2 separate regions of the Bicyclus anynana genome follow, and region 2 is linked to region 1. Evidence: chromatin contacts called from public Hi-C data. All regions are on one chromosome and are shown on one strand. Each heading gives the region's core, a stretch centred on a gene start, on an enhancer-like site or on the middle of the called end of the contact. The rest is flanking DNA. Distances are from core to core; before and after follow the strand shown.

Evidence for each region. A called contact is a pair of places that touch in the nucleus more often than the background predicts.
Region 2: a Hi-C map of whole larva shows a contact between it and region 1, with 6 times the contacts expected there. The contact joins the promoter of LOC112049780 here to the enhancer-like site in region 1. A contact is called at or near these places in 2 of 2 Hi-C or Micro-C datasets (whole body and whole larva).

Annotation. Positions count from the first base shown.
Region 1 is chr11:16,471,345-16,478,200 of ilBicAnyn1.1, forward strand. It overlaps LOC112049780 (monocarboxylate transporter 12), which reads right to left. Exons shown (of 6, transcript XM_052884248.1): 2 at 6,257-6,416; 3 at 4,358-5,877; 4 at 3,782-4,015; 5 at 1,873-2,155; 6 at 1-833. The coding sequence starts at 6,311. The coding sequence ends at 589. Among protein-coding and RNA genes, the nearest start is that of LOC112049780, 39 kb to the right of the region's middle. Within about 2 kb of position 2,992, at least 3 of the 8 cell types and tissues checked have open chromatin away from gene starts, as enhancers often do.
Region 2 is chr11:16,511,567-16,518,422 of ilBicAnyn1.1, forward strand. LOC112049780 (monocarboxylate transporter 12) reads right to left here and starts at 2,547. Exons shown (of 6, transcript XM_052884248.1): 1 at 2,140-2,547. It overlaps LOC112049782 (baculoviral IAP repeat-containing protein 5), which reads left to right and starts at 4,500. Exons shown (of 2, transcript XM_024087809.2): 1 at 4,500-4,929; 2 at 5,940-6,580. The coding sequence starts at 4,624. The coding sequence ends at 6,065.

The sequences.
Region 1 (6,856 bases), core at 1,742-4,241:
ACAAATAGGTGTTTACATTGCAGAAAAAATTCCTTTTTGAAAAATTTAATTTTTTAAATCTCATCACCCAGTTCCTTATTAGGCATTATAGGCAGAGCTACCCACCACCCAAACCCTACTGTTCTACAATGACATCATAAAGTCAAGAACGAAATGTTTCCTCAGCTATACTAAGAGGCACAATTATCCGCCCACTTTAATATGACGCGAGTATATTAAAGTGGGCGGATAATTGTGCCTCTGAGTATATTTATTTCAAACTGTTTTCCCAGTGAAATATACAAGAAAATACAGCTTGCATGTCTATATAAACTTTCTATTGTGTTTCGACTTCACGTTGATCCGTTCATAGCTGGATTTGTCGATCGACTTGTTGACCGAGTCATTAAATTTGACAAAAAAAATATTTTCCCAATAAAAGTACGGATAAGCACTGCTTGCCTATATAAACAGCTTCCCGTTCTGCTTCACTTCACAGTTGACATGAGTTTGCTCATTATTAGATTTGTCAGTGGACTTGTTGACAGACTAAGTGCTTTTAGACAAAAAAATATTTTCCCAATAAAAGTATAGATAAGCACTGCTTGCCTATATAAACAGCTTCCCGTTTTGCTTCACTTCACCGTTGATATGGATCTGCTCAGTATTGGACTTGTCGGCGGACTTGTCGCCGGACGCGTCGGCGGACGCGTCGCGCTGCTTGCGGCGCGCGTTGTACCGGCGCGCGGCGCGGTAGAGCGGCAGCACCATCAGTATGAGGCCGGAGATGCCGATGAACACGCCCGCCAGGTAGAACGACAGGTCGTAGCTGCCTGTGATGTCGAACACCCAACCTGAAGCAGACATATTCAATCAAAATTCATTTATTTCAAGTTTTCATTTATTTCAAATCAAAATACATTTATTTCAAGTTTTGATATATTTCAAATCAAAATTCATTTATTTCAAGTTTTGATATATTTCAAATCAAAATTCATTTATTTCAAGTTTTCATTTATTTCAAATCAAAATTCATTTATTTCAAGTTTTCATTTATTTAAAATCAAAATTTATTTATTTCAAGTTTTCATATATTTCAAATCAAAATTCATTTATTTCAAGTTTTCATTTATTTCAAATCAAAATTCATTGATTTCAAATTTTAATTTACAAAAAAAAGTATGTGTCAGCTCCGACACACGAATGGAGTTTACTCTTTCAGATCGACTGTCTAAATAGGTGTATGGTACAGCACACACTATACACGTCTCAATACCTACGCTTTAAAAGTGAAAGGTGCGCAACCGAGGAGTACCAGGCCTCGGCGTGCACTGTTGGCGGCAACGCACGGTAAAAGGTGCGCAAAAAAAAACGTAACGCTGTCATTCGTTCATCGAACTTTTCTGTCCATATTTTTTTCATACCTGGGGCTATGTATGAAAAATCGATTCTTTAAGAGTAAACTCCAAAAACTTTTGAAACATTAAGTTTGACTATTTTTAAAGACTAACACCAATTTAGAAAGCAGGTTCAGGAAAGAGCCGGCAATAAACTAAACATCAAAGCTTATTATGTTAACCATACGGGTAACTGCCCGTTAGACTATTGATAGAGGTCCAGGGTACAATGAAACTGAACTTTTCTTTCTGTCACTAAATCTTCAGAAAAAAACCTTGAAGTTGCGAATTTGCAACACCTCGAGCATGAAAAAGCTTAAGCTGTCGCCGTCAGTCATTGTCAAGCGGCTGTAAACATTATCAGTTTTTTTTAATATTTACAATCCTTGACTGCCATCTCACCTGCTGGTAAGTGATGATGCAATATAAAATGGAAGCGGGATAACTTATTAAAAGGAGGATTAAAATCCCCACCCCCTTAGTACAGTCCACTCACCGGCCAGCGGCGGCCCGATGAGGTTGGCCAGGCCCTGCATGAGCAGCAGCAGGCCGTACGCGTTGGTGAACTTCTCCAGCGTGATCTGCTCCACCAGGATGATGCTGGTGAGCGAGTAGTTGGCGGCGATGAAGGCGCCGAACGCGCCGGCCGCGGCCGCCAGCCCGGCGTAGGTGGCGAGCAGCGGCATGAGCAGCGTCACGGCGCCGCACAGCACCATGCACGCGCCGTACACCAGGCTCGGGTTCACGCACTCCCAGTCGCCGATCCAGCCGAGCAGGATCTGAAACATTTGTGTTGCCTTTTTATTACAAACAATAAACTTCTTTTAATGCAGTAAAACTTACAATTGGACCAAAACAGAGTTACGGAAAAAACAAAATTTATTTATTTTCATTTTTGCGACATTAGGGAGTCACCAAATAGTCCCAAGCCCTACAAATTATTAGTATTGACCATATCAATATTATTGATAATGGGTAGAAAATAAAAAAAAATAATAATATGATGTAGGAAATTGTTGGCTTGCCTCGTGTTGGCTTGCGCCGACGCTAGGTGGCGCGACTTGTTTCGTAAAGAGCGTGGCGTTCGAGCCGTCCACATTACTTGTTGTGTAATTCTTTATGGGTTACTTGGGATACGCGGGGAGAGTGACTTAAGTGGAAAAGGGGAGTGTTGGTTAACTATCAAAGGCGCCCAACCTGTTGACGCGCTGTAAAGTGCTGTTAAGGCGCTGTAACCCTACAAACAACGTTCACAAGTACGTGACTCCACTCAAGGTCATTCTCTGCCATTCTAGGGTCTTATTTTGGTTACAGTTTGATTTGTTAATTGCGTTGTCCTGACAAATGTCGTGAATCATAACCTTTGTTCGACATTAGGTTTCTTGTTTTTGTAATCTAAAAATGATATTAACAATTTATACATCTTTAATGTACCTAATATTAACATTTTTATTGACAGTATTATTGTCTATTAAACTGTCTATAAAATGTTATATAATAGCAGAGGACCTATAACTAACACGTGGGCTTCCATGAGACAATACACGTGGTAGTTACATAAGGGCGAAGTCACACAGGGCTCGCACACTATCGCACAGTTGAACTGGGTCAAGCTATACGCCAGATAACATTGTCCCGTTATCAGCTCACACAACACTAAAGATACATTGTCAATCACTTCAGATTGTTATTTCCCGTGTTACTTAGAGATAGATTATACACATAAACATATATGTATAAATATTCCATGTATGGAAACTTTTTAATAATTTTGATGAACTTACACTATAAATAAACCGGCAAAGTTGGGGTCCGAGGCACGTTCTGTGCATCGTACGTCATAAATGCTGACTTAAATCTATATATTAGCATTTAGTAGGCCTTATTAGTTGCCGCAATGATGCACAAATGGATCTCTAAATTTAAAAATTGTGTTCTCACGCCCATTATATTTTTGAAGATCTATCACATTAGGATAGTTCTAAACATTTATTTTACCAATTTGTTAGACAGAGGAGACAGAGGTAAAAAAAAAGAGACAATTAAATATAATATCATAGTATGAATTCACAACTTATGTATAATTTTTAATGTGATGCCAGGTCCATCCTCTGACAGAGACACAACTCCAAGCAAAGTCCGGGACTTGTGGCCAATAGGTGTAGGGTTAAGGAGCTCCTTTAAAATCGACTAACACACGCCTTCTCCGCTTGTGTTGTTCTTCCTGCTAAGCCAAATTTGGTATCCCACTAGAGCAGTTTTGGATACCCGTCCTACTAAAAAACTTACTCTAGCGACTAATATTGATTTAATTTTCCCGAACTTTTATATATTCGATTTTTTTTTATAGTTCTTTTTATAAATTATTCGATTATTATTACTATACAAATAATGAGTGATCTCACCTCGCCGAACATGTTGAGGATGCCGATGACGGAGATGAGCATGGAGGCCTGCGACTCGTCGAACCCGAGCCCCAGCCCGCTGTCGGCGATGTACACGTACGGCACGTCGTACCACATGTACAGCAGGAAGTTGGACAGCGCGAACATGAGGAAGGCCGGGTTGAGGAAGTGCGAGAAGTCCAGCACGTCCACCACCAGGTCCCAGAAGTCCCACAGGCCGGCGTACCACTGCAGCTGGAAACGTAGAAGGCAGGCTATCACTTTCAGACCAACTCTTAGGCCGCACAGACAGAAAATGTACTTCAGAGGTTGAGTTCTTTGTAATGACTATAATGATAGGATAGTTCGTGAATTGCGACTCCATTGAGTAATATAAAACAATAAGCATAACTTCAACAATTAATCATTAAGGTCTCAGTAACTTCCATTTATTGGAAGCTTAGAATTCAGCCATAAAGTCTTAATGGCAGCATCTATGTAACCTCAGAAATATAGTTTTAAGCCAATAAATAAAAGCTATCACAATACTCATTTATTAGAAAAAAATGTTACAAATGATAAGTGACGCTTACTCACCTTCTCTTTAGCAATGGTAGTCATGGAATTCCTAAATATGTTGGGGCATGACGACGCTCGGAGTCTGTAGCGATTTATGTTCAACATGGCGCCCCTGTATGTGAGGGAGTGCCGGTGTATCCTCATGTCTTTGAAGAAAGCTGGCGGCTTCTTCGTCGAGCCTTGCGCTTGTCTCCTTAGCCACACCGACAAGGCCGCTTTATCGTTCAACTGTCTCGTCCCATTAGCGTCCGGGGCACTCGGAGCAGAACTAGGGGACATCGTTCCGGGGGACATCGTGCCAGGGGACATGATAGTCTTCGGTGGAGACTGTTCATGCAACCGTCCACTATCACTGAAACTCCGGGATGGCAACATGACCCCGGGGTAATTTTGCGCCAGAATAGCATAAGCGCGACCTCTACTCGACATTAGTTCGAAAACTTCCAGCGAAACACCTTCCCCGCCCGTCATATAAGTAGGTAAGTCGACTAGGGAGCTAAATTGTGGCACAATAGACGTTGTGACTGCTTCTATGTCTACAGCGTCCGTCACTTTGGTGGAGCCAGCAGCACTGCTCTTGCTATCGGAGAAGCTGTCTGCCGACGATCCGTAGCGTTTATTCCTCTTCCTCTCTCTTCTGCGTTTTCTCTCTTTCGCTCTTTCCTCGTTCATAGTGGCCGTCCAGGGCAGGTCGCGGAACAACAACCCGCACACCGCCATGTTTAGAAACAATCCTGCGAGTATTAGAGTGGTTCCTCGCCATCCATATTCGTCCAGCAAAACATATGTCAAAGGAGCAAATATGAATGTACCGATCCCGCTTCCGCACACCGATATCCCGGTGGCGAGGGAACGTTTCTTTTCGAAGTAATAAGCGACGATGACGACCGCCGCCACGTAGCACAAGCTCAGCCCAAACCCGGCCATGATACCGAAAGTCAGGAACAGCGTCTCCATGTTGTCTACGAAAGCAGAAATGACGAATCCCAACGCCGCTAAAATCGAGCCGAATATCGTCATTCGCCTACAACCGTATCTATCCGTCAGGAAACTCGCAATCGGTCCAGACAGGAGGGGCATAGCCATAAATATGCCCGCAATCCAGGCGGTTTTCCCTTTGCCTTCGCCGAAGTATTCCAGGAAATGGGGGTAGAACACTCCGAAACTGAACGTTATTCCGTCGGCAATCAGGTTGACCATAAAAGAAGCGAAGACGACGACCCAGCCCCAGCCTCCGTCGGGCGGTCGGGCTTCTGCGATGGAAACGTCTTCATCGTCGGAGCTGGAGGAGCTGGAGCTGGAGACGGAGACGGGCGCGGGCGGCGACTGCGCGTCGAACTGCACGTGCAGCGGGCGCGTGTTCCGCCGCGGCACGTCGCCGCTCGCATTAGCATTGGCACCCGCGACGCTGGCGGTGCTGCGCGGGTCTCGGAGCAGGGGCTCGCTCTCGGGGATGGGTGTGAGCGCGCGCGGGGGGCGCGTCTCCGGCTCGCCTAGGGTCTCCGGCGCAAGGGGCGCGTCCGGGGTTCCGCTGGGTCCTCCTAGAATAATAAACACGACTTAAATTTTTGTTTGATGTTTTATTACTGTTTGTGATTTTAAAGTTAAGATCAGATTGGATGGTCTGCTTGTTTTGTCAGCAATTGATATAAAGTGCATTGCTGGATTCTATTAATTCGCAATTTCATATGAGCAATTTTTTCACCACATTCGACATTAGAACCCCAAGGTGCTGGAATGACGACCCCGCACTAGAAATCGCAGTGCTGGTCGTCCGCCCACCATGTGGACTGACAACATCAAGCGGCAGGGATTCGCTGGATGCAGGCGGCTCAGGATAGCGATGTTTGGAAGTCCCTACAAAAGGCCTATGTCCAGCAGCGGTCCTCCACCGGCCGATATGATGATGAGCTTCACCTTGGAGCGGCCGACGCAGCGAGTCCGGCGGCGGCGAGAGGCGCGCGCGGTCCATGCCGGCAGGGCGCGGCGACAGTGGAGCGCTCGCAGCGAGTGCAGCGCGTGGTCACCACTCCGCCGGGCTTCCATGCGTACACCGCACCGCCGTCGTGACCTCATGCTGCGACAAACGAAACACAACATAAGCTAAGGAGTAATGTGAAGAAACTTTCCAACAAACGAATGTCATTTAGACCACACGACTGAAGAAAATTTCTTTAGCTCTCCCTCTCAACATCCGTCGCCTGATTAGACTTTTCGTATCGCATTTACCAGCTTAATCTGTGCGTAAAGAAATTTTACTTCATAAAGTAATCCGTCACATTGATTACGGCCAATTCTTTGGGGAAAATGTTATCACAATCTTAATTGGCCAGTTGTTTGTCTTGTCCCCTCGGTTGGATGTTGTTCTGTAAATTCAGAAAGTTCAGAAAACATAACATACAGTACTGCTATTTAATTGCTGGCTATTTCGGTCTAGTCCTGAGTTGTATAAGTGGATGTCGACACGATATCAATCACAAGGAAGCCTCCAAATTGCCTAATCTTTCGCCACGACCA
Region 2 (6,856 bases), core at 1,297-3,796, 40 kb after region 1:
ACAGATCCTAAGCTTACAGACCTCCCCCATTATATGTATTATTTACAAGTTTTGTTAATTCTTTTATGTTGCTTATCATGGTTGAATAAAAATTGTATGCCACTGCATGTAGTTAGCGAATGTAACACTCGTGCTACAATGGCCGCTATTACATGACAGTGGAATAATTAATAACTATAGATGTTGGACTTTAAGCAGGTAAGGTATAGTAAAAGCATGGGCCTTTACATAAAATGACGTTGAGATTGTAGACTAAGTTATGAAATATTGGGCATTTCTTTTCTAAAAGTTCTCAGTGGCAGTTATTATTTACATTCCTGTGCCTCAGACAGCATATTAAATTGTTGGTCCCGGTCATAATCATTAAAATCCAATTGTCATCAATCCAGACTACACCAAGGAGCCATTGCTTTTCATTTAGCTATTAACTGTTATGTTTATTACAGTTAGATGAGAAGTTATAAAACATGTATGTATGTATGTATGTATGTATGTATGTAGCCTGTCACTGTATGGTTTGTTACAATAAGATGAATGATTATGTCAGAAATTCTTTCCATCATAATAGAAGACTGATGTCTTCCAATCAGGTACTTGGATCTTCATCATGTAATAAATAAGAACTCTGGGCCTGTAGCCAAGTGGCACTTTCTACTATAGTGAATTCTTCAAAAATTAAAAAGTGTATGGGAATGACATTCATTATATGTTGACAGGTCATGTAATAAATTTATAAACAGGTCAGTCATTCCCATTTTAGTTTTTGAAGCCTTAGCTTATGTAGAATCAACATGCCTTAGTTGACTAAATCACCTTTAGTTGTACACACAAACGCACTTGTCTGTAAAATTTTCTGAAGTATATGTCAACAGCCTAGGCTGTCAATAGATTAGTCTATAAATACAAGCCTCAGACAAGAGGAGGGCACTTGCACTTGGGCGATACAGTAGTGCGTTGAACAAAGTAGATAAAGTGTTCAAAACAGAGGAAGTAATTAACCGAGAGATAAACTGATCATCAGAGAGTATGCAAACATTACACTTACTATTATACATATTAAAAGAAAACTGGGCCTTCCAAAATGGAAAAAGGATCTACAATAGAATTCATATTATCTGGGCTGCTGAGGCTTGGTACTCATATTAATTCACATAAGGGTACCTATGAAAGCCTCAATAGCTTAACGGTAAGAGCGGTCGGACTCATCACCTAGGGGTGGTGGTTCGATCCCCGCCCCGTTGGTCTATTGTCGTACCCACTCCTAGTCACAGTCTTTCCCGACTAGTTGACTAGTTGGAGGGAAATGGGAAGTTGGAGGAGAATGATAATATTGGGCATATCTTTTAAATAAAAAAAAGGGTTGGTCGACCCTCACCAGGTGGTCACCGACCACATCAAGCAAGTCCTAAGGTTCCCCTGGATGCAGGCAAGTCAGGATCGTGATGTTTGGAAGTGCCTACAAAAGTCCTGTAGTGGACATCTATCGGCTGATATGATGATGTTGATAATTGAGTAAGCTTGAGGCTATATGGTATTTTTAAACAACTAATAGAAGTATCAGTAAAATATGTCGTAAAAACTAGACAAACTTCTTCCTATTTTTTTAACCTACTTCAAAAAGAATGTCTATTATATATTATTTATAATGTCTATTATAATTATAATGGATTCTAGATGCACTTTGAACCTTGTGGATCTAACCATTCAAATATTTAATGTCTATGATGGAATTTGCAATAAAATTAAGTAGGTATTCAAATAAAATTGATAGCTTCAGTAGTAATAATAAACAACAAGAGTCCGTTATTTTAGAGTATGAATAACTTAATTAAAAAGTATGAATAATAAAATAATATCACATCGAAAGTTAAACTTGAAATCGAACTTATAGCTACGAGTTTGTTTTGAGTTTATTTTACCTTCGAAAATAATGACCTAAATTCGAAATTCAATTATCAATTTTTTAGCGTAAATCTCACCTGAATACCAAATTCAATGAAATTATGCATTTATGACAGAACAAATTCAAACTCCCCAAACGAAATTTATGGGTATTGGGTAATTTAATTACTTACAACTCTTCCATCTGGTAGACACCTTAGAATACTTAATTAAATAGTAAAACATAAATGCACTCACCAAAACGTTTCACGGGACTGGATAATGCTAGAAAACAGCTCGGACCATCGCAGAAACCGCGTAAAACATTAATACACTAGCTAACAACAAACTACGAGATGATTTAATTAAAAAAATAACAAAAGACTAGTACTAAAATATTAGGCACTTGTTTCGATGACTTAACTTTGGAAGATATAATTTTACGATTTGTTCACTTAGTAACTATTTGTACCGTAATTCTAATAAACTACCTTTCAAATATATATTAAAACACTAATTGAAATAAGGCAGACGTAAAGTGTAAACACAAAAATACTTTGTGAATCAAAAGCAAAACGCGCTGACGACCAAGCAGGCAGACGACAAACGACAATCAACCAATGACAATCTTGGAATTGGAATTTGGCAATTTGGAATTTATACGTCAACTTTCTCAGTCCCACAGACATCTGTTTCCCTCTTTGCTGTTGCTCAAATGGGATTGGCAAATGTCGTAATGGCGCTTTGATCGCTGGTTCCAAAATGGCTGTGTATATAGATAGAAGAAGTTAGTAAATAATTTATATTAATTATAATGACGTTTTGTGCTGTTCCGAAATATATTAAAACTGGAGTTTATAGATTCCTTGAAATTATTATAATAGGTAGGTTTTAAGGATTGAATTTGTTAATAAAACGCGCTACTTTTAAAATTTCCAGCTATAAAACGCCACAGACAGAATAGTACGTTTGGCACCAGCGCTGATAGCGCCACCTGCGTTTAGCTTTCACCTGCCATGGAATTTTCTGCCAGAAGTTCAAAGACTAAATTAATATGAATATTTACGACGATATTAATTATTAATTTATTAATTAATATCGATATATTTTGGATTTTAATCCATGTACTATGCGAAATTATTAGTGTTTATATTTTTGATACGAGTCAATTACAATATTGTAAAGTTTATAGACAGGTATTTAACAATCCCCTGTATTAGCCCGTTTATGTATGAAATTAAAGAATCAAAAGAGAAAAGGGTCTACAAAAATAACCACACCTCATGACCCCTATTAATGAATCGCCTTGTCTATAGATGTAAGGCCGGTTTAAAACCAACTAAACCATTCCATTTAAAACAAAAAAACCCGTTTAAAATACAAAAAAATACATTTTTTTCTGACCATATGTGTTTATGACTTCGTATTATTTTATAATATAATATAATAATAGAACTACTTTTTCTTGATTTTATATTGGTAGGGAGTAGGAATAACGTGATATACAGAGTTTTTTCAATAGATTTTAGCTAAGTAAGTGTATGAAATAATTTGGTAAATTATTTCATACACTTACTTAGCTAAAATCTATTGAAAAAACTCTGTGTTGGTAAATAGTAAATAAACATTTATCTTGGTTTATAACGATGCTAATCAAATTGTATCGGTTTAAAAAAACTCACACTCTTGCACTCTCGTTTACGTTAGTCGCCTCCAGACGATGGAACGTGCGACGTTGCCAACTCGCCTACCCTTCTTCTAAAATGTAAGTAGTGTGTGCGTGATATATTTAATATAATTAATAATTAATATGTAAAGTTTGGTATACCTACATAACATGTAGATACATATGTTACGTGTACTGGGTAATGTAGGCAGGTAGCTACTTTTTATAGATTTTTTAACTACCTAATAAAAATGAAATACGATGTCAGATGACCACAATTCATTATTTAATGAAGTATGAAACACATATATTTTATTTTCGTAGGTGTGTTTTAAACCTTTTAAAATGGTTTAAAACTGCAGAATTTTATTTAAAACGTTTTAAATCGGTTTATTTACATCTATAGCCTTGTCTCGTTTTTAAGTCCATGCGTAATGCGTCTAATACTTTCTCTGTCTTCGATTTTTGACTTCTATTTTTGTATATTTTTTCTTGGAGTAATATTTTTCTTTGGTTTATAATTTGTAGATGGTCTGAGCCTCAGACCAATTATAGAAGGACATGTATCGCACTCACAGTCACGAACAAAATTGTCTGTCATTTTCTGAGGAAAACGAGCTTAGATTTGGTATACATCTTATACTAAACTAGAAGTTTTTCCCCGTTTTTTACACAATTCAATTACACAAAAAGTTATTTTTTCGGAGCTCTTTAACCGACGAACACGATTACAACTATTTAACATCGATTCTATAGACACTGTTTTTATGATCGCATTAGGTCGTTGATCATATACTTTGACAGAAAAGTAACGTCTAGCGAGACAGGTCCTATACAATAATTGGTCTGAGGACTGAGCTATCTTTTTAGCCGTTTGCTGAGCAATGAGTATAGACTACAGACGAAGACGCCACAGATTCTGTTATTTTTATTTACTTGTCAAATTTAAAATTTGAATTTGAAGGAACAACGAACAACGAACTTGGTTTTGATGTTTTGATAAAACCAAAATATAATTTTAATAAATTAATTGGATTAGAAATTTGTTTGTTGAAACTCAACTCAAATATTTCAGAATGCTGAAAATGGAAAACATATTAGAAAATGTGGAAAGCCCTCTTCTATTTTTAGTCGAAGAACGTGTGAAAACATTCAAACATTGGCCTTTTGGTAGCAATGACAAGTGTAACGTTCGGAACATGGCTGAGGCGGGTTTCTATTCCGTGGCCACGGGCAAGGAAGATGCGGATTCAGCCAAGTGTTTCCTTTGCGGTAAGGAGTTGGACGGCTGGGAGCCAAGTGATGATCCTTGGGCGGAACACAAGAGTCACGCTGCTAAGTGTGCTTTCGTACAACTTGGCAGGCGAGAAGACGAATTGTTGGTAAGTCCCATCAGCTAAAGACAGAAAACGATTACATAAAGGCGATGTTAATGTTTGTCAGTCTATAAGGGATCTATATTTTGTAATGTAAACAAGATATTCTGATGTTTGTGCTAAATAATGACTGGTATTGTAATGTGTCATCAGACATGAAGTATAATCAGCTACGAGGAGTCTAAACAAACTGATTCCTAGCGGCTTACCTTTTAAAAAATTATACATACTCGTACATATTCATAATTATAACTTATTTTATGTTATGTGATTGTAATGTTCCATGTTTACGCACGAAATAGGTATAAAATATTACTACAGTATTTCTAAAAAGACTAAAATAACTGGGCATTAGCATTTCTGAAAAGACTAAAATATAAAAGACTGGGTATAATGCTTCTCCTTTTTAAAACTAGTCTGGCTGAAAAGCCAATATAATTAAAATACCAATTATTGTATTTACTCCTCCAACTCTGTTCATCAGGAATCCTGGCTAGGACCACCCTACTGGCACAGACATAATGCCAAGCAATTTAGCATTCCAGTATTATGTGTAGAAACCAAAAGGGCTGTAGATTTTCATTCTACTCCTAATAAATTAGCCTACTTCCATCTTATATTGTATCATTACTTACCATCAGGTGAAATTTTGGTCAAGGACTAAGTTCTAAATAATAAAACAAAAACCATGAATTTTTGTCATGTCAGCATCATGCAAAAACAACTTTCTAAGGAATTCATTCTTTTGTTTACAAATTGGGATTGCATGTAGACTGTTCTTGACCTTGACTAAATAGAAGTAATGGACTTAATACATTATCATATACTTAGTTGCTCCCAAACTCACTTGTATAATGACTAAAAATTTTTAGTCGTACATTTTTCTTCTTTTTATTTAATGCCAAGTCTATAATGCCATAAAATGTGCATTGTACAGTCCCATTATTGTTGTTAAATAGATTTTACACTTGTAGTTGCAAAAGTTTATTTTACTTTTGTATTTATGTTTGTTACAGCTTTCTGAATTCCTATCAGTCATAAAACAATACATGATCAATGAAAGGAAGAGAGTGGCTGAGCTTGCCAAGGAGCAAATTGATGAAAGAGCAAAGCTTGTCAAGAGACATCTTAGCAGAAAGTGATCAGTGTGTTAAACTTACTGTTTTATAATCATATGAACTGGGACTAAAGACTGCAGGTTGCATGTTAAGATGGTGATATGATAATCAGATTTATTCTTCCTTGTGAACACAGAAGTCTTAGTAATGATGCATTTTTTTTATAGTGTTGGTTTCAATATCTCGTTGATATTGACAGTCTTACCACTAAGATTATTATGTATAGGTGTGTGTTACAGGAATAGTCGGATAATTTGAATTACTTTGTATGAAAACATATAGATACTATTTTAGTTTTAGAATAAGGAATATGTAGTTGGCATGTCAAAAATTTCATTTGCCTGGAAAGTCTAGTTTAAACACTAGAACTTGTGATTTAGAGTCTGACATCTTTAGGTGACTATTGAATGATTGAGATTTGTTAGTAGCTGAAAACCAAGTTGCAAATTATCTGGACTCATGTGAATTTGAAGTCAGATGTTACTATGTGTGAAATTTTGTTATAATAATGATTTTTTTCTAATAAAGTGTTAAAACTACATACTGTTTTTCATTAATAAATTTAAAGTTTTACCTGATCTGTGTGTGTGTGATCTGATCTGTAAAGTGTATCTAAAGTTACTTGTTTAATATGCTGTCACGCCTAAGTTATAAAACCAATTTAAAAAATTCTAATGGAAAGCTACACTATCTGCTAATAACATAGGCTACATTTTGTCCCTATATTCCCACTGAAGAGGGGAGTAGGTACGCAGTATCAGTCAGTATATGGCTGCCTGTCCACTGAAGCGGAGCAAGGCAGCGGAGCCGAGAAA